3 separate regions of the Mus musculus genome follow, and all the other regions are linked to region 2. The links are chromatin contacts, called in public Micro-C and promoter capture Hi-C maps. All regions are on one chromosome and are shown on one strand. Each heading gives the region's core, a stretch centred on a gene start, on an enhancer-like site or on the middle of the called end of the contact. The rest is flanking DNA. Distances are from core to core; before and after follow the strand shown.

Region 1 (3,165 bases), core at 508-3,007, 690 kb before region 2:
AGGTGTTTTGTTTTGTTTGTTTGTTTGTTTTTAGTAGACAACAAAACAGCGACAGAAGAGCAGAGGATGCAGGCTGAGTTCTGGTCTCTTCCGCAGTTGGAAGCGGCCAGAGCCTTCATGGGCCGCTCCAGCTCCCCTGGCACTTGTCCTGTAGGAGGCCTGTCCGTACCAGCCCTGGATAGTGTAGCCATAGCAACTGAGAATCAGTGTAGACAGTTGTAGCACTGGGCGGGTGATGGCTAAGGCACAGGCCACGGCCTCGCCTGCGGTATGGGAGTCTTCTTCACAACCGCGGGTGGTGCTCTGACTGCCGGGATGCAGCAGCATGTCCTCCCTCTTAGTCTTGCACTGCCAGGAAGAGATGTGAGAGTAGTCAAGGCACTCTGACCAGATGGGGGGCTGCCGAGTGCTCAACCTGTTCTTGCCATACACTAACAGAGCACCCTCCAGGCACTATACACTGTCTGAGGGCTCGCCTGCGGGAGGGGGGGGAGCCACGCCCCCAGAGTGGTCAAGCCCAGTGGCCACTCCAGGGTTAGTCTCCACATAGGTTCTATAAGTGGCTCTGCTGTGTCCCCAATCATCACGTGGGGACCTTCCGGTATTCAGTTGGTGGACAGAGGCGTGTTCTGAGGCGAGCAATGGCTGCACCTGCCTTCTGCTGACCTTGTTTGGACTGGGCTTAGTGGCATCCTGCCTGGGTCCTGCACTTTGGTTTGAACTCAGCAAGGGGATCACTATGGCGTATCGGAACTTCTAATAGCATTCTGCTAACCGATGGATCAGTGTCTTGTTCAGCCATCATCAGGGAAGCTTCCTCCTGCAGCAGACAGGCGTGGCTGCAGAGACCTACAGTCATACGTGGCACACACAGGATCACACAGGCATGCTGCTTCATTCCCAGCCAAAGAAGGAAGCTTCGTGGGCCATTGACGGCTCCCTCTTTCCAGTGCCCTCCCCCCTCCCCCTTCAGCTCCGGAGCAAACGACTTTAGCAATGCTGACAATAGTGAGAGCGCTAAAGAGTGGCCAGTGCATCCGTGCCACCCTCAGTGGCCTCCTAGACACTGAGAAGTTGTGTCACCTTTTCCGCTCATATTTCTAATTTTTACACGTGTATGGCTGTATAAACTTCACAACCTTTCTCAGTTCCTTTGACATTAAATTAGTTTACAGTGTCTTAGAATCATAAATAACAGGTCATATTCTCAACGAATAAATTTCTTAGGAATTTCTTATTAAGGAGTTGAGAAACTCCTCACTAAAAACTCTAAGACACCCAGAACAGAGATAGAAGACAGTGCTGAAGAGAGGAGGGTGTCTTAGTTAGGGTTTTATTTCGGAGACACCTCGACCACAGCAACTCTTATAAAGGAAAACATTTCATTGGGGCTGCCTTACAGTTTCAGAGGTTTAGTTCATTATCAATATGTCGGGAAGCATGGTGGCATGCAGGCAGACATGGCGCTGCTGGAGCCAAGAGTTCTGTGTCTTGGCCCGAAGACAGCCAAAGGAAACTGAAATTTCACACTGGGTGGAGCTTGAACATAGGAAATCTCAAAGCTCACTTCAACAGTAATGCACTTCCTCTAGGCCACACCTACTCCAGCAAGGCCACACCCACTCCAACAAGGCCACACCTACTTCAACAGGACCACACCTACTCCAACAAGGCCACACCTCCTAACAGCGCCACTCCCTATGGGACTAGCATTCAAATTCATGAGTCTATGGGAGTCAAACCACCAGAGGAGCAGCCAATGCTCTTGGATTGGAAGCCTAGGGTTGTTAAGGGATCAGTGCCAGCCTAGGGACCTACAGATGCAGGCAGTCCTACCAAGAGGTGAATGGTTTCATCTAGAAACAGAAAAAGTCATCGTAAAATCCACTGGGAAGACCAAGACATTCCAAATCTTGAAAAAGGAAAGGGCTGGCACCTTACGCATCTTGATTTTAAAGCAACAAAGTTACAGTAAACAGGATGACTGTGGGTTTCCATAACAACACCCAAGGCTAAACCAGCATAGAGAGCCAGGAGTAAAGCCAGCTCAGAGCGGGAAAGTACTGGAAACTGGAAGTCCACAAACATAATTACCTCAGAAGGCGTCAAAATCCTAAGTGCTGTCAACCAAAAGTATAAAAAGTCTTTGAAGGAATTGGCAGTGGGGAGTTCATGGTATTAGATTCCAGTGAATTTTTGGACACGTTGTTAAATATTGTAGATAATAAAAGACAAACTAGGTAAACTGTGCTATGTCACCCTTAAAACCTCAGTGTGTGTGAGGGTGCACAGTCGTCAGAATGGGCAGCCTACAGAGGAGAGGGAAATATTTGCAAATGACAAGCCTGATAACAGATTGATATCTTGACCATATGAACTCCTACACATGCACAACAGCGAAACAACTTCATTTAAATATATAGAAGACTCAAGTGGACATTTCTCAGAATATACACTAATGACCCATAGGCCCAAGCATACAGGCTCAGCATCACTAATCATTAATGATGCAAATGAAAACTACCTCGAGATTACACGCAAACCAGTGTTGCTGACGGAAGAGGACGGGGACTTGTGTGCTGTTGGTAGGAACAGCAGATGGTACAAGAACTTTAACAACCATATGGAGGTACCTCACAGAGTTTAGAGTGGATTTACTCCATTCCACGTCAGGGCACCCATCTGAAAGATTCTAGACCACTGAGGTGCACACGTGAAAATGGTTAGTTAGGATGGGGCTGGCACGGTGGCTCAGGAGATGACACATGCTAGAAGAAAAGGTCTGGTTCCTGTAGGTGGGTCCTCTGTTTCATGGCGTGGTATGTGTGTGTGTGTGGGGGGGGGGGGGCACAGACCCAGGTAAATGTAATAAAGAATAGATTTTGTGTTACGTGTCATATTTCAGCCCAGTTGTAAAATATGTTTTTAGTGAACTGTTTCATCCATGGTTATTTTATTTCTAGAATGGGTTCTTTCTTTTTTTTTTTTCCCCCCGAGACAGGGTTTCTCTGTGTAGCCCTGGCTGTCCTGGAACTCACTCTGTAGACTAGGCTGGCCTCGAACTCAGAAATCCGCCTGCCTCTGCCTCCCGAGTGCTGGGATTAAAGGCATGCGCCACCAAGCCCGGCTTAGAATGGGTTCTTAAAGTAAAATTACTAAGCAAAG
Region 2 (2,995 bases), core at 19-2,518:
GGGTCGAACAGTAGAGGTCTGAGAACACGGTTAAAGAAGGCAGGGGCACTCTGAGCATTCCGGGCCATTAAAGACACCCACGAGGGGAAAGGGGCTAATAGTGAGCTCCAGGGTCCTCATAGATGGGACTGTCGTTCTAGCACTGTTGCCTTGGGGAACCCTGGATCTGACCTGACTCTGAACTCAGAACTGTGGCCTGTGGCCCAGATGAGGGCGCCACTGGCCTAGCTGAGCCTGGCTAGCAAGGCCTATGTGGGCTCTCGAACAGGCACCTGTTGGGCTACTGCATTCAGAGATGTCCTGTCAGACTATCCAGGCTTCTAGAACATTCCATGAGGTAAGCTGGACAGAAGATGCTGGACTTCCTGCGCAGCCTGGTCACACTGGTCTCCGTTCCAGCCTAGGATCCGACAAACTTTATTGAGAAGGGATGTGTGAGCTTCCAGATGACTTGGAAACAATCATGGCCTCTTTGCTCAAGTGTCTGAACTTTGTAAGGATAGACCCCCATTTGCTCCCATCTTGCCATGGCAGTAGGGACATCTGGTGGGGCCCTGTGACCATGAGACAGCAAGATGAAGCTGCTGGAGAAATGGGTGTCCCTGGCTTAGAGAAGTACCCAGGACAAATTGGCCACCCTGTCCACACAGGGCAGATCCACTTCGGGTGGGTATGTAGGGAGCCGAGGAGGACTCTGCTAAACCCCTAGAGCTGGGTCAGATGGTACCAGACCCGCCTGTGAGCATACGAGGGGCATGTGTGAGGGTGGCATGGCTGTGTGCTAATGTGGACTGTGAGACCTGCCCGCCTGCCTGTGAACTCTGTCGGTGAAGATGTGTGTTCTTGGACAGGAGACACTAGGAACGAACTCTGCACGCGTGTCAATGGGCGCCCGCGAGTGAGTGTCTTCTACAGGTGCAAGGACCTGAGTGCCCGAGTAGGCGAGACTGTTGGGCCGCCCGTCGAGGTGGCAAGGCGAGGAACCTTCCTTGCTTCCCCTCCGCTCGACTGGCTTTTTGACCCGGAAAGACCGGGACGCGGGCGGGGCGCGAGGGCGCGCGCGCGCGCGCGGAGGGGCCAGGGCCCTGAGGGCCTGGGGCGCGCGCCGCCGTTGCTAAGGCCGGCGGCGAGCGCGGGGCCGAGGGTCCCTAGCAACGGGCGCGGGCGCGCGCCAGCCGAAGGGGATGAGGGGGGGGGCGGGGAGGCGCGCGCGGGCGGCGGGGGCGGGCGCGCTGGGGCGCGCGCCCAGGCGGCCCGCGGGGATTTCCAGCGCGCGAGAGGAAGTGCCAGCGCGAGGGTGCGTGAGGCGGCGCGGCCGGCGGCCGCCGCGTGCGCGAGCCGGGTTGCAGCCCAGCAGGGACTTTCCAGCCGGCGGCGGCGGCGGCGGCCGCCGGCCCTTCCCCGCCCCCCGACATGGGGCTGCCCGGGGAGCTGGACGCTGCAGAAGGCGGCGGAGGATGCGCGCGGCGCCCCTGAGCCGGCCGAACGGGCGGGCCTCGGGGTAAGGTCGCGGGCCGGGGGCGGCGGGCGGCGGGGCGGCGGGCGGCTCCATCCCGGCGGCGGCCCCGGGCCCGGCGGGTCCTTCGCTGCCAGGCCCGGCCGCCTCACCGTCTGCGGTGCGGCCCGCCCGCCGCCCCAACTTTGGAAACTTTGTGTGTGCGGCCAGCTCCGGGCCCGAGGCGCCGGCGCTCCGGGCAGACGGGGCAGGCAGGCCTCGAGCCCTGGGTGCCCGCCCCGAGGGGTGCCGAGCCGTCAGCATCTCCGAGGCCCGGGGCTTTGGCGCGGTGCGGAGCGGCGGAGACAGGGTGCCCGCATAGATGAGCGTGCTCGCCCTGGCTGGTGGAGGTGGGTTTTTGAGCCATTATTTAAAAGTTTATACTGAGTCATTGCTCTGCAGATGAATGACTGATTCATAGTCGGAGAGCTGCAGAGAGGCTGGAAGGCAGGCGGTTCTGGGATCCAGCTGGGGCCGAATGCACACCTTCCACCTTCGATTAACACCAAAGGTCAGAGTGGGCTCCCCACGGGCGAGCCATTAAAACGATCCTTGCCGCGGGGCTTGCAGGTTTTGGAGGCGCCAGGCTATGGCTCATGTACGTTTCGCCACGTTTCTACACTGTCATCACCACCGGTTGGGGACCCGGGTATCAGGATTAGACCTTTAGAGAGAATTCTGCGTGGACAATTCTTTACCTTTAATTTAAAACGGCAACAACATGCAAATGGGTGAAGTGTTGTGGACGTGCTCTGAAATCGAAGAAGCATTCAGATTAATGATCGGTTGAAGGAACTGATTTTATTTTCACGGCTTTTGTACTGAGCTTTGACTCAGTTTTGAGAATGAAATAGAAGGGTGTGTGTGTGTGTTACGTACACACATTTGTAAGTATGCTCTTTTTTTGTGGAGTCTTAAAGGGTTTATCGAGTGTTGTATTGTCATCTTAATTTACATTCACAGCATACAACTGAAGAGGAGCCATAATTTTTTTTTTTTTGGTAGCATTTCTGTGACTAGATACACAAGTGAAATCTTTAGAAATGCTGTTTTGTATTGTGTGTAAAATGCTTATATGTAGAAATTGTTCAGGGGAACCCTCAGTCAGCTCTTAAAACCTTCTGGTGTTTTTCAGATCTTGGAAAATGGCCTGTTGAAAATACTGCATCATTGTAGGGTGTTTAGCAAAATAGTGTACAGCCATCCTTTACTTAAAGGAGAGGAAATGTTTCCCTTTTCGCCATATTGTGACATCTTATATATTAAGAACTAGTCTGAAGGTGAAAATTCTTTGGCCAGAGCAAATTGAAAACTGGGAAATTTATCACAGGAGTCAGAAAACCCTGTGTGTAGGGTCTGGTGATACATCCTGGCAGACCTTGGGGTCCAGCCTCACTGTTTGAAATCAGACCTTATCAGGGACAAGGTTTAAGATGTAAGGTGTCTCACCCAGACACCATCTGTTCCAGCTGTCACAATGCAGAAGTCGGGGAATCAAAA
Region 3 (3,311 bases), core at 51-2,550, 720 kb before region 2:
TTTGTCTAGCAGGCTCAAAGCTTATGACGAAGGCACCTCCTAAATCATGAGTGAGCGCCTGAAGTCTCCTGCACTCGAAACAGTTCACTCCTACAGTCTTCCTTCTGAGTGCTCCCCCTTAGCATAGGATGTCAGACACTGACAACTCCAAAAACAGGACTGTATAAGTAGCGAATTAGCTTCTTCCCTCATAAAGAGCTACTAGAGAAGTGAGAGAATCAAGTGATCCCTGGTCTTCATGCAGTTTTCTCACAGGCTAACGACCACTGGTAATTAAAGAATAACAAAGACGCAGGGCTGCTCAGACGTAATGGGCTCGGAAAAAAAGCCTACACTGATCTGACTACCTCCCTGGTGGGCCGGGGCGATGGGTGGCAGTGTGCAGGTAGAGTCTCAGAGTGAGCAGCTGATGGGCTCGGCCTAGGTGGATCCAATCCCTAAGACGTAAGGTGGGCGGTGCCTACATTGGGGAAGCCGGTTGCCTTGCGGGTGAGTCTGGAACAGAGAAATTTCGGCGTGCAGGACCACAGGGGAACTAGGCAGTCTACACTTGGACCGCCGTGGGCAGAGTCTGCTCTGGGGAGAGTTCCTTTGCTCGCGTGGGCGGGGACGAAAGGAGAGGCGTGGACTCTATAGGCGGGGCTGAGGCGAGCCCCGCCTCTGAGGCGTGCGGTGGGCGGAGCGTACCCCGGAGCCAGCAGCATTGCCTTCGTGGGCGGGGCCTAATGGCCCAAGGAAACCGCCGCTCGCGCGGTCCCGGGTCTCCTCCGCACTGCACGAGCGTCACCGCTACCAGGCTTATGGGGTAGAGTTTTTCGTGCCTGGAAGGCTACAGAATAGTCGCCATACATCTCACATGTGCATTCCCGCTCCTCACTGTCCTTTGCTCTCCTCCCCGTCCCGGCTCAGCGGCCGTGACTTTATCACCTCCGTTGTCCGCACACGCCTCCCTCTCCCCAGTAGCTCCCTCCCTGATGGCTCCACCAAAACCTTCACAGCCCGGCACACGAGCCGGTCCGCACCGAGGGGGTGGGGACAGGCCGCGCAGTGGGCGGGGCGACGCTGCGGAGCGTTAGGGCACGTGGGGCCGTGTCGGCCAATGGCGTGGCGTCGTTGAGGGCGGCGAGGCGGGGAGAGGGCAGCGTGGGGCCGGCGCGGGGCGGGGCCTGGGGCGGGGGCGGGGCCTGCCGGGAGAGGGGCGGAGAGACGCCGCCGCCGCTGCCGCCGCCGCCGCCGCCGCCGCGGCTGCCGCAGCCTCTGGGAGCCTGGAAAAGGGGAAGCGAGAGCGGACGAGCGACTCAGTCCCCGGGCGGCGGCTGCAGCGGCGGCGGCGGCGGCCGGGGCGGCGCGACGGCCGGGCCGGGGGCGCTTCTGCTGCTGCAGCGGCAGTGGCGGCGGGCGGAGGCAGGGGCGGCGGCGGCGGCCCGCACCAGCCATGCCGAATAAAAACAAGAAGGAGAAAGTGAGTCGGGGCCGGGGGCTCCGGGACCGGGTCTGGGGTCCCCGCGTCGGCGGGTAGGGGCGGGGCGGCAGGTCGTCCAGGCTCGCGGGCGGGCCCAGGGCGCTGGCAGGATTGCATGGAGCTGGGGAGGCCGCTCAGGCTCTGAGGTGGCGCTGAGGTGCCGCGGTCGCTCTGGGTGGCGGCTGATGCTCCGTGCAGTGCTCTGCGTGGCGGGGGCTGGGGTGCTGGAGCGTTCCGGACTCGCCCCAGAAACCCTCACTTGTGAGGTTTAAGGGTGGGAGGGGAGAAAGGGATGGGCCGAGAGCTGGGGTTACGTGTCCCTACCTGGAGTTTTCACCTCCCTCCCCCGCCCCCCAACACAGACATGAAGAGAAACGGAATTTGAAGGCTGCTGGTATTGTGAATATACTCAATATGATGTAGTTTGCTGCTGACATATTAAAGCCATCAGAAGCTCTCAGTGATATGTATCAATTTAGAAACTGCATTTGAGCTGATGCTTAGCGGTCCAAATATTGAGAACACTAATGGTTTTTTGTTGTTGTTTGTTTTTGTTTTTTTGTTTTTGTTTTGTGATGATTCCCAGGAACCACCAAAACCGGTGAAAAGTGGAAAAGGTCCAAAAGAAGGACAAGATACAGCAGAAACAGAGGTAACCTCTGGACAAGCTCATTGTTATTCTTGATCAGCCTTTAATCTAGGGTCTAACACGGAGGCTCTACAAACCAAAGTGTTTCTGAAGTCTTTTCTTATGAGTTACTTATCCCCCCCCCCACTCTTTTATTAAAGTGTGCACAGCGAAACTGACATTTTAAAAACAGTTTTGTGGCTTCTAACAGAGCTCAAGCCCTCCCAGTGAACTGGTCTTAAATGGAGTCTCTAGCTTTAGGGTCTGCCCCCTCGTTCCTTTTCTGTGTCTCTGGCTCTCTCAGTGACTTCCACGGTCCTTGCTTTCCTTGCTGCAGCCTCGAACTGGTGTCCTGGGCAAGCTTCTCTTCTGCTGATGTCTGGTCCTTTTCAACTAAGTGTGGATGTGTTTTGGTGGCTCTAATTTGGGTACTTTTTTTTTTTTTTTTAAACAGTCTTCTATTTCCTTTCCCACAAGCTCCTCCATCCTCTTTGGTGAATCCTGACTTTTCTTGCTTCCTGGCTTTGGCTTATTTCAAGAATATCTGGAATGATCCCTTGGGTCATTTGGTGGAATCTGTGATCCTTAATAGAGTTGTGCCCTTGGGGGATTTTCAGGGCAGGCCCCTTGACCCCCCTTTTTTGGCTTTGTTTTGTATCTCATTGTCTTGGAACTAGAGTGCCCAAGCGAAGAGGCTCAGGCTTTAATTTCAGGGCACCTGGAAGCTGCTCCTTAAGTCTCCCCTCTCCAGAGCCGGATCGTTGAGATTTTACCACAGACATTTCTAATTTGTGGCTGTTCGGCCTCTTCTTCCCGAAAGCTTCATTAGAATGAGTTAAATTCTGCCCTGAAGATAATCTGCAGGGGTTATTTTAGCTCCAGGTTGTCTTCCCCCCCCCCTCAATTTGGTGTGTTCTGTGCCTCCCTCCTCTGCAGCAGGTGGTTCATCCCAGCAAATCTGTTGCCCTCCCTAGAGCTGAAAGCAGAAATCCAAAAGGTTCCTGAAATACCAGTAGATAGGATCGGCTGTGCCAGTCTTTGCCTGCCCTTTCTGAACAGTGGATCGTGACGCCTTTCCTGGGGCCCACTCGTGTCTGACTGCCTTCCACAGCCAGCCCTTCAACAATTTTTACACGACGTGTAGTTGCTTTGCAGGGCATACACCGTGTGCTTCCTTGTCTTGTCATTAGGACTGCTAAAACTTCTTACGGTTCCCCAAAG

What was found. Promoter capture Hi-C pulls out the DNA fragments that hold promoters and counts their contacts. Hi-C and Micro-C count contacts between places; a contact is called where the count stands out from the background.
Region 1: a Micro-C map of embryonic stem cells shows a contact between it and region 2, with 2.9 times the contacts expected there. The contact joins the enhancer-like site here to the promoter of Traf3 in region 2. A contact is called at or near these places in 3 of 484 Hi-C or Micro-C datasets (CD4 T cells, CD8 T cells and embryonic stem cells) and 1 of 115 datasets of contacts at active chromatin or transcription factors (memory CD8 T cells).
Region 3: a contact with region 2 is called in a promoter capture Hi-C map of pre-B cells, with 2.8 times the contacts expected there. The contact joins the promoter of Ppp2r5c here to the promoter of Traf3 in region 2. A contact is called at or near these places in 3 of 39 promoter capture datasets (the HPC-7 cell line, neutrophils and pre-B cells), 2 of 484 Hi-C or Micro-C datasets (both in embryonic stem cells), 2 of 115 datasets of contacts at active chromatin or transcription factors (memory CD8 T cells and thymic regulatory T cells) and 2 of 9 other capture datasets (adipose tissue and liver).

Annotation. Positions count from the first base shown.
Region 1 is chr12:110,479,279-110,482,443 of GRCm38.p6, forward strand. All of the region lies in intron 3 of Ppp2r5c (protein phosphatase 2, regulatory subunit B', gamma), which reads left to right. The region is part of intron 2 of Gm19605 (predicted gene, 19605); the gene reads right to left. Among named protein-coding and RNA genes, the nearest start is that of Gm19605, 4.8 kb to the right of the region's middle. Within about 2 kb of position 1,758, at least 11 of the 459 cell types and tissues checked have an H3K27ac peak or open chromatin away from gene starts, as enhancers often do. A contact at or near this core is called in embryonic stem cells, where this site is marked.
Region 2 is chr12:111,165,102-111,168,096 of GRCm38.p6, forward strand. Traf3 (TNF receptor-associated factor 3) reads left to right here and starts at 1,269. Exons shown (of 12, transcript NM_011632.3): 1 at 1,269-1,501. The region is part of intron 2 of 4930595D18Rik (RIKEN cDNA 4930595D18 gene); the gene reads right to left.
Region 3 is chr12:110,445,924-110,449,234 of GRCm38.p6, forward strand. Ppp2r5c (protein phosphatase 2, regulatory subunit B', gamma) reads left to right here and starts at 1,301. Exons shown (of 16, transcript NM_001373949.1): 1 at 1,301-1,462; 2 at 2,049-2,114. The coding sequence starts at 1,436.